Regions from separate parts of the Mus musculus genome. Here region 1 is linked to region 2. The links are chromatin contacts, called in public Hi-C maps. All regions are on one chromosome and are shown on one strand. Each heading gives the region's core, a stretch centred on a gene start, on an enhancer-like site or on the middle of the called end of the contact. The rest is flanking DNA. Distances are from core to core; before and after follow the strand shown. Region 1 overlaps Kdm5b (lysine (K)-specific demethylase 5B). Region 2 has its middle 8.6 kb from the start of Gm46159.

Evidence for each region. A called contact is a pair of places that touch in the nucleus more often than the background predicts.
Region 1: a Hi-C map of the G1E-ER4 cell line shows a contact between it and region 2, with 3 times the contacts expected there. The contact joins two enhancer-like sites. A contact is called at or near these places in 1 of 39 promoter capture datasets (embryonic stem cells), 29 of 484 Hi-C or Micro-C datasets (the AML12 cell line, the BV-2 cell line, the C2C12 cell line and 14 more), 4 of 115 datasets of contacts at active chromatin or transcription factors (bone marrow-derived dendritic cells and embryonic stem cells) and 4 of 9 other capture datasets (adipose tissue, embryonic stem cells, liver and 1 more).

The regions. Positions count from the first base shown.
Region 1 is chr1:134,627,674-134,632,503 of GRCm38.p6, reverse strand. Kdm5b (lysine (K)-specific demethylase 5B) reads right to left here. Exons shown (of 27, transcript NM_152895.2): 25 at 3,752-3,906; 26 at 1,751-2,071; 27 at 1-1,267. The coding sequence ends at 1,130. Among named protein-coding and RNA genes, the nearest start is that of Kdm5b, 70 kb to the right of the region's middle. Within about 2 kb of position 2,468, at least 6 of the 459 cell types and tissues checked have an H3K27ac peak or open chromatin away from gene starts, as enhancers often do. A contact at or near this core is called in the G1E-ER4 cell line, where this site is marked.
Region 2 is chr1:134,517,051-134,521,612 of GRCm38.p6, reverse strand. It overlaps the pseudogene Gm15454 and the pseudogene Tuba5-ps. Among named protein-coding and RNA genes, the nearest start is that of Gm46159, 8.6 kb to the left of the region's middle. Within about 2 kb of position 1,407, at least 18 of the 459 cell types and tissues checked have an H3K27ac peak or open chromatin away from gene starts, as enhancers often do. A contact at or near this core is called in the G1E-ER4 cell line, where this site is marked.

The sequences.
Region 1 (4,830 bases), core at 1,219-3,718, 110 kb before region 2:
AATTCAATGACAATAAAAGCATTCCATAGGAGAGCTGTCTTACAGTCTGGAGTGATTTGGGGACCACTCCAATATTCTGAGGGCTTACTGAAAAAGAACATGGCTTAAAGGACTGGCTCTGGTCTTTAAAGACAGGGATTCTTTATTAGTGGGGCATGAAGGCACAGGCCCACCCAGAGAATAAGGCTACAGAGTCTCCTAGAGCAAACACACTTCTGCGGCTGCCTGCCTGGGAAGAAGCAGAAGCAAGCAACCCTTCTGGTTCTGCAGGCCCACGAGGTGGAAGGGCAGAAGAAGCTGTAGTCTAGTGTTAGAATAGGACCAAGGATTTATTATTCCACAATATAAACTGCAACATTTGATACATTCTACCAAAAAAAAAAAAAAAAAAAAAGGGTGGGGGTGGGGGACTGAGTAGGGAGAAAGCCAAAATACAGCCGTGGCGGGCGATTACTTACAGCGCAGTCTCTTCCTAAATCACTAGTGCAGTGACACCAGAAACTAGACATTTGCTTTCTGTACATGAGCCAAATGCTAAAGCACCAACACACTGTTTAGAAGTTTGTTTTGTTTTAATTCCAGCCACTGAAACCAACATAGAAGTTATTGCTGAGATAAATAAACCTAGCCTACCAGAAAGGAAAAGGGGAGAAAGAAAGGAACAAAAACCCCAAAGTAAAAACTTAAAATCCCCCCAATGTGGTGACAGACAAAGGAGCGCGGCTGCTCTGTGAGGGTTACTGGAATTCTGGTGCCCCTGCTGGGCTCTGAAACTGAGTTGGACTCTTAAGCCGGCATATCCCAGGCAGAAGTACAATGTTTTGCTGTACACAAAAAGGTGCAAACTCCAATACCTTCGTAATCAGTAGAGACCCCTGCAAAAAACAGTCAGCATTTTAAACTTCAACAACCACAAACAGCTTTTAAGGAAAAAAATTACAAAAAAGTGTCAAAATTTTTTTAGTTGTTTTTTCTTTTTTTCAAAGAGTTCTGGAAAAATGATCCCATAAGGAATAGAAATAGCACCGTGTACAGGCTGGCTCGACCCCAGTCCTGTAGCTTTGCTGAGATTGAGGAAATCTTCTTTATTGGAGTCCTGAATTACATGAAGTGAGTGTGTGTTTTGTTTTTACTTTCGGCTTGGTGCGTCCTTCCCAGTACAGCGCACACAGATGTAGTCTTCCTTCTCTGCCATCTCTGGAGAGACACCAACACAGACCTGGTGAAACCACTGATTGCAGCTGCCATCACACTGGACCCAGTCCACCTGGTTACAAAGAGCAGGGAGATGGGGGGTTCAGAGGAAACAATGCCATTCAAAATCGGGCAGGCCGTTTGCCACTGTCCCCGCACTGGGGCCTCTGGCACAACAGCTAACCACAGGAGTGTAGCTGGGAGGCAGAGTCACTCTTCAGGTTGTGCCTGCTTTGGGGTAGACAGTGCTGCCCTGTGACAGTAAGCAAAAGGGCACTCACTCCATCAGCATCCCTCCCACCTTCTGAGCGCCGGGACGGTGAAAGCTGGAGGAGCGAGAGAAGGATAAAAGGAAGAACGAGAGTTTCTTCAAGAAAAGGAGGAGACCCAGGACGATGTTAAAAGCAGAGATTATCAGGAGGGGAGAACTGAGCAATCCACTCAGATCAGCTCAAAGCAGACAAGCAGAAGAGAAAGACCCAAGGAGACGAGGTCTAGCTTACAGGGTTTCTGAGTTAGGGGAAAGCGCGTCCTCTATGGCCCAAACCTCACTGACCTCATCTCCTTCTGGCTGCAGGCAGCTCACAGCTGGACAGATGGCATCTTCATCCTCAGAGTCCTCCTGTTCGGAGTAGGATGTGTCTGAGGGCAGGGAATGAGTTTCAGCATTACGCACTAAGTCATAGCTACGCTCTCTTTCTAACTTGAAACTGTCCATGTCCTTGGGGTGACTCAGTTTGATTTTCTTCTTTTGGGGGGTCCGCATGTGTTTAACTCGATCCCACCGCTCGCTAGGAAGGCCTTCTCTTTCTGGGCGCCTTTTCAGTTTCCTCTCAGGACTGTTGATTGCATCTCGTTTCCCTCGAAGGCAATCGTTCTGTGTGGGAGATGGCAAATTCAGTGTTAGCTCTCAGTTTGCCCGTTACCAAAACTGAACTAAAGAAATTTGCCCATTACCAAAACTGAACTAAAGAAAAACGTGCAAATGAGAACCCTGCATCCTAACCGCTGCTACCATCTCCACAGCTTCAGTCTCCACAGCCAGCTTAACTCCCTTCGCTCAGCACTGTTGGCGAGCTGGGGATACCAAACTTCAATGCGGCCTGCTAGTAACAGCAGAGAAAAGACATACACAGACCGTCCATTTTACCAAATCCTTAGGTGAGTAAGCATTTGTGAAGGCTATCTATCGCAACCTCACAGGAGTGACGACTAGGTTGGCTGTGGTCAATTTTAGGGTACCTTTCACCCAGATCTTGTTCCCTGTGACTCAGTCTTCCCTGGTGTGTTTCATCCTGATTACACTCTTGGGGACACTGGTGACGGCTCTGCGCAGAGCACAACCGAGCAGAAGCTGCTGCTGCTGCTGCTTTGGTTGTTTTGTTTTGTTTTGTTTTTTTGTTTTTCAAGACAGGGTTTCTCTGTATAGCCCTGGCTGTCCTGGAACTCACTTTGTAGACCAGGCTGGCCTCGAACTCAGAAATCCGCCTGCCTCTGCCTCAGTGCTGGGATTAAAGGCGTGCGCCACCACGCCCTACGAGCAGAAGCTTCTTAACAGTGCTGAGAGAGGGGATGCTACAGGGCCTGGGGAGGTGACTCAGCGGTTAATGTGTCCTCTGCCATAAAAGCAAGAGGACCCCAAATGTCAATGTCAATGCTCTGAGGCTGTGGTGGCTCGTCTGTGGTTTCAGCCTTGCAAGGCAGAGATAAGGGATTCCTGAAAAAAGTTAGTCATCTGCTATCTCTGAGTCCAATTCAGAGATCTAATCTCAATGAATCAGGTGGAGAGCAATCCACAATTCTACACATTAACACCAGGAACTGCATCACAAGCATATGTGTGTGTGTGTGCGCGCACACCTGTACATACACATGTGAAAGTATAAACATACCACACAAAAATACACACGAGCCGAGCAGTGGTGGCGCACGCCTTTAATCCCAGCACTTGGGAGGCAAAGGCAGGCAGATTTCTGAGTTCAAGGCGAGCCTGGTCTACAGAGTGAGCTCCAGGACAGCCAGGGCTACACAGAGAAACCCTGTCTTGAAACAAAAACAAAACCTGCAACATGAATGAAAGGGGCCCAGCAGACATTCCAGTGTCTGTCAGGTCTAGGATAAGCAGCTCAGCCTCCACAGCCGCAGCTCTGGCTACACTGATCTCTGACCTACAGAGATGAGAAGCGTCTGCTCGCTAGCATTCTTAAAACATTTATTAACAAAAAGCCCTTTCAGCTATAATTGTATTTTCATCTTTATAGCAATGCTTCTATAGAGGAAAATAGGTCTACTTCTCAATATTACCATTTGGGAGCAATAAGAAGAGTTCCTTAAAAAGAAAAAAGAAAAATGTAGATGTAAAAATCCATGACTGAAATCTAAGCTGTGACACCCAAATTGCTACCAGTGGTGCCAGTGTCTGTCCTTTTGTAGAACATAGCTGTGAGGCAGACAGTTTGTGTGCTCTCGTGGCTCAAAGACACAGCCACCCCCTTTGCAAAATAATTAGTGAGAAGGACACTGGCAAGCACAAGCTATACATCTTCGACTCACTCACCTTCTCACTGCTGGATCTAACTGGTGAACTTCGGTCAGCTTGCTGAACAGAGCTTGGCTTAGTAAGTAGAGTCTGATAAAGCTCCTGAATTTCAGGAAGGGATACCTGGAGCAGCTGGGCTTCCATCAGCAATTCATTCACTTCTGGACTCAAACCTGTTAACGACCACAGACAATCAGAATAGGAACGGAGACATTTAATACAAGCACTGGTAAGCCTGTCAGGGACAGAAAACCACCTCCACTCCGCCTTCCACCATTCCTCCTTTAACTGCAGTCGGTTTGTTAGGTCTTAATGCCCCTAAACCAGAGCAGGGCTAACGCAGATTCCCTACTGCGTTACAGGGGAAACACCCACTCCATCACAACTGACACATTTCACTATCTCCTAGAGCATGGAGGACAGCAAGGAGCTCAGACCATGAGACTGACCATGAACACCCTGAGGTAAGAAGGCTGAGGATGTAGATTCCAGTTGAAACTAGGCAAAATTCTAAGAATTGAGGATTATGATTGGTGGTACAGACTCATAATCCCAGCACTTCAGAATTAGAAATAGGAGGATCAGGAGTTCAGCTACATAGGAGTTTGTGACCAACATTAGCTAACCTCATCACACACACGCATGCACACACGCACGCACACAGAGGAAAAAGCCAGGTGTGATAGCTCACACCTGTCATCTCAGCACTTGGCAACAGGAGCATGGACCAGAACTTTAAGATCATTTTCCAGGGCCGGAGAGATGGCTTAGAAATTAAAGAGCACTGGCTGCTCTTCCAGAGGACCTGGGTTCAATTCATAGCACTAACATGGTGGCTCACAACTGTCTGTAATTCCACCCCCAGGAGATCTGACAGTCTACAGACACCACATACACATGGTACAGACATACAGGTAGGCAAAACACCCATACACACAAAATTAAAATAAAAAACAAATGTTTAAAAAAGAGATAATTTTGACTAAAGATTAAATTTAAGGCCACCCATAAGGGAATGGAAAGAGGTAGATTTAAAATATGAATGACTTTCAATATCCTCCAGAATCGCAAACAAGGTCGTCCATGACTTAGCATCT
Region 2 (4,562 bases), core at 158-2,657:
AAAGGCCTGCAGCATTAGGAAGGTTGAGAACCACTGTCCTAGAGTAAAAACCCCATAAAACTATGCCAGCACCCTAGGAATGGGGCGGGTCACAAGGTGGAGATTAAATACGTTTATTACTACAAGAGGAAATGACAGTATTTACAAGTGCAGAGCACAAGAAGCCTTCTGCACACTCTAATCTGATGAAGGCCTTTCTGTATGTCCCAAATTGTTCTCGGAGCCAGATGTGTGATGCACATGTACAATTTCCGCACCCCAGAGGCTGCGGCAGGAGAAGCTCAAGCTCCTGGTTAGAGTGATCTACGTAGCAAGACACTGTGGAGGTGGGGAGCAATTCCCTTCAGATGGTGAGCCCTATCGTGGTCCTGCCCTGGTATATCTGAACAAGGAAGCCACTCCTTTGGCTTCTGGCCCATATGCCTCACTTCTCAGACAAATTGAGGGTTACCTGCCCTATCCTTTCCAGTCCTAGTGCATTTATGTCTCCTGGAATTTCTCCTAGGAACCACACAGGTTATGTGCTAATCTTTCTCTTCACCTTCAACTTGCCTTGAACCCTGTGGGACACCAGTTTACAAACTGGATGTTGCCCTAGGACTTGTCGGCAGCAATAGCAGCTTGCCCATTCACAGGCACTAAGTTTCCATGGTAGAGCAGATGGCAGGCCGTGTACTCACCGTTCCTGACCAACTGATTAGAAAGTTCAAGGCTCACTGATCTTTGACACAGAGCTGCTTATGGTGGGCCTTCTCAGCAGGGACAGAGGTCATCAGTGGAGACTGGATCCAGGGTAGAGCACTGCGAATTCTGGTTTCTTTAAAAACCCAGTTATGTTATGTGACTGTGTTTTCATTTTAATCCCAGGTGTGGGATAAGAGGCTGCTTCACAGCCGGTGATTATGTTTTGCCTTGTGAACTAGCAGGGGTGTGATTTTTGCCAGTTACATATAGTTCAATGCTGGGGACTCTGGAGAGGGTATAACTCCCAGAGCCCCAGGAAGGGCCAGGGCACTATGGAAAGAGGCTGCTGCTTCTGGCTGCTGCTGTTGAAGTTTGACAAGAAGTTGGAGATATCCTGACGACAAAGATTAGACTTGCCCCAAGGACCTCAACGTCCCTAATCAGCAGGAAATAGTCTATTTTGTTGGCTTAAAGATATCTACAGCCCCTTTCCCCTCTAACCATCTTTCTCTCCTACCTAGTGTTGGGGGTCAGAAGGGATCAGGGTAGGATAAGTATTAGACGAGAGGTAGAGATATAAGAACCCAATAAAATACTAAAAAAAAAAAAATGCCACTAGGGCAGGGTACCAAAATGACCTGGAACTCCAAAAGGTCCACACCGAGGGCACCATCAAATACCTGGTATTGGCGATGGCAGAAATGACCTGGCCAATGAACCTGTTGTAGGTCAAAAGCTCAATGTTCAAGCTGCAGTGACAGATGTCATAGCTGGCCTTGCAGTTTACCACGAAGGTCCAGCCTGAGGACGTCAGAGTTGTGTTGAGACTTAAAGGTGGAGTTGTAGGGCTCTCCAAGTGCTGTGGATACTTAAGGGTCTGGGTAGAGAGAAAAAAAAAAACCCAACTTTTTACTTGAGATAAAGGTAGGGTTGTTTTAGCAGGGAGTTAAAAACCAAGCTGAGCTGCCTCATGGTGCTGGAAGGTCAGCAAGCTCTTGGGCACAGTGTACTGGTCTGTCTACAGAAGGGACATCACTGTTAAGGATACAGGTGGCATGTCCCTTGTCTAGAACCCCTCTCTCTTAGGGAACACTTGACTGTTCATACAGTGATTACCTAAATACATTTTCATTCCCTTCCACATAGTAAAGATTTTGAAGTATAGTTTATACTCCTATATTTTATATGTAGAACGAATGGTTTCACAAGCCTGTATACTTATATAACCAAACCACACAAGAAATAGAAATTATATAACCAAACCAATGAAGATATAAAAACTCCCATCATCACCCAAATGGATCTTACGTCATTTTGCTTTACCTCTATAGAGATAAAGAAAGCATACAAGAGGCTTGGAGTTCTTGGCACAGGTGGCCTAGACAGGACAGGTGAGATGGTTGACTCTAGACAAATCGTCACATCCCACCCCACCCTGGAACCTCAGAACCTGCAGGTTTACCAAGTACCCTAGCAATTCTGATAGTGTTCCTTGGGCCAGAAAGGCATCCATCAACCAATTATGTGCATAATGACAGTACAAGAAAGGTCTAAAAAAAAAGCCCAGGAGGCCGGGCGGCAGTGGCGCATGCCTTTAATCCCAGCACTTGGGAGGCAGAGGCAGGTGGATCTCTGAGTTTGAGGTCAGCCTGGTCTACAGAGTGAGTTCCAGGACAGCCAGGACTGCACAGAGAAACCCTGTCTCGAAAAACAAACAAACAAACAAACAACAACAAAAAGCCCAGGAGACGCTTTGTTTTACCTTCATTCTGAGGAGGGGAGCACAGAACCCAAAGGCCCCAGTTTCTACTGCAGCGCTGACCATGTCTACACCAACGCTGTAGAGCACTAGAGCCAAAGAACTGGCTCCAGCTGGCCTCACTCTCAGACTAAGGAGCAAACTGGAAAAGCATTTAAGAGCTAAAGGAGGCTCTCCCAGCTGGAGGGATCTACAGAGTCCAAGAACAACAAGCGGGGCTGATAGACATAGATCACAGTTCAAAGAAGGTTAGGACCAGATAGTTGGGCAAGCGAGGAAGCAGCCAAGAGAAGTGGGAGGAACTCTGGGTAGAGCCGGCTATTCAAGCTTCCAAGCCCAAATCCAACACCAAGCAGGACACAGAGCTCCCCCTAGGGGATGGCTGGATAGATAGAAAGCACAGCGGAATGACGTCTGCGGTAACAGATGCAGTTCGTGGTTCTCCCATTTCCTGTTCATGGTAATCTTCTTCTTTTTTTTTTTTTTTTAACAGATCTTGCCTGAGTTTATTTGTAAGAACAGCATAGGACACTGGTCATCTGCAAATACTGTGTGGGGAGGTGTGTCACAGCAGTCCGTCTGTCTTCACACTGGCAGGAGTCATTTCTATGGGGCCTTCACAGGGGCCTGGGTACCTTTGGGGGCCTGAGCACCTTTGGGAGCCTGGGCTGGAGCTGAAGCCTGGGCCTTAGCTGGAGCTTTGGCCCCTGCCTTGGTTTGGACCTTAGGCTTCGGTTGGCAGAGCCTCTGACCCTTGGCCATGTAGCTTCGAATCCGCTTCCCAAGCTTAGGGTGAGCGATGAAAGCCAGCCGCTTGAGTTTGGGGCCTTTTGGCATCTTGGGCTTGATGGCCTGAGGCTTCACCAGGGCCTTGATGGCCTCTGCGCGCGCACTCACTGCCTTTGCATTGTTGGCCTGCATCTTCTTCAGGCCTTTCTTGTTGTGTTTCTTGGCAAAGCGCATGTTCCTCAGGAACTTGGGGTCAACCCCCTTAAGAGATTCGTATCTTTGCGACCGGGGTTTCTTGATGCCATTTCTGTGCCATTTGCGGGACTGGTTGTGTGTGGTGTGGTTCTTGGACTTGGCCATGTTTGCACGGTAACCCGCGGCCCCCGCAGCGCCTGAGACCGGAAGAGAAAAAAACCATGGTAATCTTCTAAGGCAGAAAGAGAGGGCTAAGGACTAGTGACCTCCTGCCGATGCCAAGGCCACCTGGTTCCATGCGCCAGGTTTCAGATTCATTTCATGACCAGATCGATGGTCTCCTCTCCCATTAGTACACTGTCATGGGCACAGTTGCCTCTGATCATGAAAGAGCTGCCCACAAATGCCAGCTCCTAATTCATCTTGAGAGGAAGGAGAAAGACAGAGGCAAAAGGGTCTAATCTCATTTCCTGAGAGGGCCCGAGGCTCTGCAAGCTTTGCTGTGATGGCGCTGTTTAAGGGTAACAGCACAGCAGAGGGCTGGACGTGCCGATCTCTGTGGACCCACTTCTGTTTGTTTTTGTTTTTTGTTTGTTTGTTTGTTTTTTCGAGGCAGGGTTTTTCTGTGTAGCTCTGGCTGTCCTGAAACTCACTCTGTAGACCAGGCTGGCCTCGAACTCAGAAATCCGCTTGCCTCTGCCTCCCAAGTGCTGGGATTAAAGGTGTGCGCCACCACTGCCCAGCGTGGACCCACTTCTAAATCCATGTTCCCATTGGACAGAGAAGGCATCTAAGGCACCATTAACACTCCATTCTCTAGCTAGGCGTGGCAGTGTATGTCTATAGTTCCCGCCCATGGAAGACGGAGGCAGGAAGATCAAGAGTTCAAAGTCAACCTCGCTCTATAGTGATTTTGAGGCTAGCCTGGGCTACATGAGATGAGAGCCTGTTCTAACAATCTCTTCTCTCTGATTGTTAGAACTCCATTTTGCCTGGCAAGGAAATCAGTCTTCAGAAGAATCTTGCTTTACTATGGAGTAAGAAACAAAGGAGAAAGCCCAGCCCACAGTTTAACACCTAAAATATCAGCTTCATAAAGGTGGGGGAAGGGTACAGTTGTCAGGAAACTGGGGGACTTCAGATGCAGAAGATGGGACCAGTCAAGTTCACACAGGTCTATCCTGTTAGAGGGCCC